Regions from separate parts of the Oryctolagus cuniculus genome. Here region 2 is linked to region 1. A link is a contact called in public Micro-C data. All regions are on one chromosome and are shown on one strand. The core of a region is the stretch at or near the end of the contact, and the rest is flanking DNA. Distances in the headings are between cores, read along the strand shown.

The links. Hi-C and Micro-C count contacts between places; a contact is called where the count stands out from the background.
Region 2: a Micro-C map of ear pinna shows a contact between it and region 1, with 6 times the contacts expected there. The contact joins the promoter of BIRC2 here to the promoter of YAP1 in region 1. A contact is called at or near these places in 2 of 6 Hi-C or Micro-C datasets (ear pinna and an unstated tissue).

The regions. Positions count from the first base shown.
Region 1 is chr1:93,541,746-93,544,445 of mOryCun1.1, reverse strand. YAP1 (Yes1 associated transcriptional regulator) reads right to left here and starts at 1,417. Exons shown (of 8, transcript XM_017343710.3): 1 at 426-1,417. The coding sequence starts at 746.
Region 2 is chr1:94,067,317-94,070,016 of mOryCun1.1, reverse strand. It overlaps BIRC2 (baculoviral IAP repeat containing 2), which reads right to left and starts at 1,370. Exons shown (of 9, transcript XM_051849856.2): 1 at 1,192-1,370; 2 at 1-19.

The DNA of each region.
Region 1 (2,700 bases), core at 168-2,667:
GCCGCGCGAGCGAAGGTGCGGAGCGCGGCGGCGCGCGCATTGTGCAAGCCCACCGCGGCCCGGCCGGCTCCCCACCCCCTTCCTGCCTCCCCACCTCCCCGCCACTCCCGCCAACCTCCCGGGAGTCCTGGGAAGAAAGAAAGAAAGGAAGAAGAAGGGGGGGAGCACGCCCCCCGGGGCTGCACCGCAGAGACCAACTCCCAAGGGAAAAACAAATCTCGGCCCCGGACTCCGACAGGAGCGAGAAGCCGGGAGCCACGGCCCGGCGGGCGTCTCCGGGTCCTCCCCTTCGCCGGAGACCCCCCACGCCCGCCCGGCTCCCGGAACCCCCTCCCCTGGGCAGAGCGGGCGGCCGCGGCTCCCGAGCGCCCCCCCGGTCCTGGGGCCAGCCCGACGGGGAAGGGGCAGAGGCGAGGCGAGGTTACCTGTCGGGAGTGGGATTTGGGCTCCGGCGGCTTGAAGAAGGAGTCGGGCAGCTTCCGGAGCCTCATGGGCACGGTCTGGGGCACGTTGGCCGTCTTGGGGTTCATGACGGCGTTGAAGAGCGCCTCCAGGTCGGTCTCCGAGTCCCCCCGGACGTGCACGATCTGGTGCCCGGCGGGGGGGGCCTGGGGCGCCGCCTGGGACGCTTGGGGTGCCGGCTGCCCCGGCCCGGACGGCGGGCCTTGCCCCTGGGGGGGCTGTGCGGGCGGCTGCCCTTGGCCCTGGGGAGCCGGCTGAGGCGGCGGCTGCTGCCCGGGATCCATGGCTTCTGCCTCCCCCAACGCGCACCCCCTGACCAGGCGGCGGGCGAGGGCTCCGCCGGGACGCCCCGGCTCCGCGGGCCGAGACTGGAGAAGCGACGAGTGCGGCGGGCCGGGCGGCGCTGCGCGGCGGGAGCGGCGCTGTCCTCGCTCTCAGGGCCGGGGGGCTGCGCTGTGGCCCCGCATCCCCCGCCCCGGCGCCTCCGCCCCCGCCCTGCGCCCGGGCTCCACTGGTCTGGCGGCGGCGCCTCGGGAGGGGCTGCCAGAAACTCGGACCTGCGGCGCCTCAGAACTTTTTTTTTTCCCCCTTCAGCTCCCTGGACGGAGCCGCCGGACAGCTAGTTGCCTTTCCCCTCCCCCTTTCTCTTTTATTTCCTTTTCTTGTTCCTTCCTTCCTCTCTTTCTTTTCCCCGGCGGCGGCTGCGCCCGACTGAGACGGAAACTCGCCTCAGACGCCAAAACTAAAGTTGAGAGAACCGCCCGCCCGAGCCGCTCGCCGGCTCCGCCTCCTCCCAGCTCTTCCTTCCTCTGCGCGCCCGCCCGCACTGAATCCCCGGCCGGCCGCCCGCCCGCCGAGGGAAACTTTCCCCGGCAAGTTACCACATTCCTGCAGACTCCGGCCTCCGCCGCCTGTGCCGGAGCACGTGACCAGCTACCCCCCGCCCCGCTCCGGCCTCGGCCTGCGCTGCCCCGCGCTGGGGCCGGCGGTGCGCCTGCCGGTCCGAGCTGCCAGCGCTGCCGCCCCGACGAGGAGCCCGGAGCCCGATCTGGGCCGGCGCTGGGACTCTGCGGCGTTCGCGGCCGCCCTTGGCCGCAGGAAGTCCTCCCGCGGGGCTGCCCGGCCCTCTCCCGGCTTGTGCTCAGGAAAGGCTCGTCCAGCTCGCCTGGACACGCCACACGGCCAAGGCCGAGTCTGCAGAGGTGAATCCATTTGCATCCCCCCACCGGCGGAGAGCCGCTGTGCGGATGGTGGGACTTAAAAAATAGGTGCCATTAACAGGCACCGATTTTAGTAAAGGTAACCCCTTTTTATAGTAACTTGGTTTTGTAATTTTTTTCACTTTCCCCAATATGCACAAACCCACTTGAGAGGGGTAAATGATTTACTGTGTGAATGTAATTCACAGTAAAAGCAATAAAAATACTGCTTTTCAGTGTGAAAATCAGGGCCGGGGTTGCGGCATAGCAGGTAAAGCCCCAGCCTGAAAGGAGGGCGCCTGTATGGTTGCTGGTTCCTGTTCTGGCTGCTCCACTTCCGATCCTGCTGCTTGCTACTGGCCTGGGAAAGCAGCAGAAAGAGGCCCAGGTGTTTGGGCCCCTGACATACACGTGGGAGACCCCTTGAAGCTCCTGGCTCAGCCCTAGCCTTTATGGCCATTGAGGAGTGAACCTCTGAATGCAAGTGGCCCCCTCCGCGCCTCCCTTCTGTGTGTGTGTGCATAACTTTCAAATACATGTTTGTCTTTTTTTTAAGGGGATGGTGGTAACAAAGAGCAGGTATGCCACTGTTTGCAACATTGGCCTCCTAATATGAGCACCAGTTTGATTCCCGGCTGCTTCACTTCCAATCCAGCTCCCTGTTAATATGCCTGGGAAAGCAGCAGATGGCCCAAGTACTTGGACCCCTGCACCTATGTGGGAGAGCTAGGTGAAGATCTTGGCTCTGTGGCTTCTCCTGGCCCAGCCCCAGCCATTGTAGCTCTTCCGGAAGTGAACCAGCCCTTGGAAGATCTGTCTTTGCTTCCTTGTCTAAATCTGTTTTTCGAATAAATAAATCTTTAAAAACAAAAAAAAATGAAAATCACAACTTTTTTTAGTACTTGGAACTCAGTCACTGGAGACAACACAACATGAAGCTTAACTTGGGTTATAAGCATTCCTCTGTACCTTTCAGCCTCGGAGGGCACAAAGGTGGACCACATGAGAGTGGCACAAGGCACCTGACTCTCCACCTGAC
Region 2 (2,700 bases), core at 121-2,620, 530 kb before region 1:
ACTCTTCAGAGCCATAAATCTGAAAAGAAAGAAAAGGTATTTTAGAAAACTATTTGCATGCCACATGAAGCTTACAGATTATGCAATTTATTCAGTGGAGTCTGACTGACACTTTAGACAATATGTTAATTCCAGCAATCTGTCACCAAAACTTTCTAATTGGACATGCTCTTAATTTAAATAAATGCAAAACAGCTCCACAGCATGAACTATATCCATGTCTTTACAATGTACAGCGTCAAAGACAATTCCACACGTGGAAACACTGTCTTCAGTCTCCTCCCCTTTTCTCACTTCAGGATAATTATCTCGGGCACTTTGGTGGAGGCACAAAGGGACAGAACTGGAGACTCCATTACTCCCTGTCTGCAACGGGGCTAGCAGAGACAGATCCGTAAAGCGATTTTTAAATGTTAGGTCTTTCCAGGGCTAGAAAAACCAGCTGGTCTGGTGGGGCGTTAAAGACATCAGGAGGAGCTCATTAATACAAATCCTTAAACCATACCAGCTGCCTCGCAATTCCAAAGCCGCCACCACTACAGACAGCCAACTCGAAAACAAACAGTAACATAATAGTCCCTGCAACCCTGGGCCTGGCACTGTGACCGCTTGCATGAATGCACACTTTAATTACACCATGTCTCGTATCTTTAAATTTTAGCTCTTTATCTACAAGCAGCATATTGCTACTTTTGATCTCTTTAAGCAAGCTGTAGGTGGGCAGGGGATAAACTGGAAGGGAAAAGAGGAGAAACCGTGCGGCTTTAGCCATTAATTTCTAGGAGTTATTTCAAACAACACACAACAGACAACCACCGCAGCAGCGGACCGCAGAGCCTTGCAAAATGTGAGCTCTCGCGTTCCCACGGACCACGGAAGCCTAAGTTTACAAGTGCGCAAAAACTCCCTAGAGCAACTATCTTGATCAAAGTCCAAAGGGCAGTAAAGCAGGCGGCGGCCAGACTTGAAAACGAATCATTTAAAAAAAAAGCAGCCAGTCTCGACTGAAAGTCTTTTGAAGTTGGGGCTTCCGAATTAAATACAAGCCTCGGCGCGGGTAGAAACCACACAGCCCACGGCGCCCCAGGCCCCGTCCTCCCTCGCCCGGCCGCAACACCAGGGAAGTGGGCCCCCGCAGGCCCGCGCCCCGACCCGCCCCGCGCGGCCGGCCCCGGAAGGAGCCGCACTCACCGCATCGCCAGCACAGCAAACAGGGACCCAGCTCGGGGGCCTGGAGGCCTCCGCACAACAGGAAGGCAGTGGGGCCGAGACCTCAAGCGGCCAAACCCGGCTCTGCCGGCCTGCGGCGCTCCCCAAGCCCCCTACCCCGGCGGGGCCGACGCGGACGCACGGTGACGTCAGCGCGTCCTGCGGGTCGCCCACGTCCCCCGCCGCGCGAGGGCGCCCGGGAGTCTGCGGTCGGAGAGCGGAACGGAGCGCTGGGTCACCTCCGGGAAGGAGGCCCGGAGGCCCGGGGAGGCCCGGCGCGGCCCGGCGGGTCCGCCCACCTGGAGCGGCGCGGTCGTTCCGCGGGGTGCTGCGGCTCGTTCGCCTGAACTTGGCGTTTGCACGTTTTAGCCGCGTGGTTGGCGCCCCTGTGACATCTGCCTCTTCTCTGCCGCGGACGTTCTCCTGAGGGGGACGTGGCAGAGCGTGAGCGGTTGCGTTGGAGGCTCGGGAAACCCTGCGGAAACGCCCTGGCGCAGGGACTGCACGTCGCGGGCCGCCCCCTCGTTGGGTCCGGGCCCCCGCGGGACTCTCGCCGTGCTGCCCCTCGTGCGTGTCCCGCAGCGCAGCCCGGGAGCAAGCCAGGGTGCACAGCCGAGACATGCAGCGAGGACGGCGTCAGGAGATTGCTTTTGAAAACTTGAAGCTTTTTTTTTTTTTTTTTTTTTTTTTTTTTTTATCAACCAGCGTTTCTTTTTTTAAACTTTCGGTTTCCTGCTCTGGAGACAGGCTCCAGGGGAAGAGCTGTGTTTTATTTCAAATGTGCATTGTTAGCCACGAGAGTCAGGCTTCAGTCCGAGGATTTGCTGGGTTTGAATAAAATGGAACGTATACGTTATGTACGTGCACACATATACAGGAAGCGCCAAGGAGTTCACTTACGAAGACAAAGGATTTTTTTCCGTATGGGGACGTGATGGAACACGCGTAAATAAACCTTGGTTGCATTAGCCTGGGCCATTTGGCTCTCGTCCTCTGCGGCGTGGAATGCGGCTGCGCTCCTGGGCCGTGGGGTACATGTTGTATCGCGGTGTCTGTGAAAATAGGCTTTGTCAATGAACTCAGATGCTTGCTTCTTTCCGGGGAACTCCAGGGGCAAACATTTCAAAAACTTCCAAATAAGCCACTTAATTAGGCAGCCAGGGGAATTCCAACACACTGAACCATTTCCCATTTCCTGTCCTGTCATTTCTGCCTGCCAGTCAGTCACAGAGCAGGAGGTCCTCTGTTCCATGGTTGGTAGTAAAAAGAAAGTGTGATAGAGGAGAAATGCCACGGCTCCCAATGACTAAAAACTTCCAAAAATGCACATGGGTCTTGGTAGTAGTTTAGTATTTAGTTCAAGTTATGTTTCTCGGAAAGTTACAAAACATTCCCAAAATATGTGGGAAAAGTATATAGCAAGAATTGTTCATTCTGAATTCAAGATTATTTCTCCTTTTCAGTTCTTGTCCTGACCAAAAAAGGTAATGA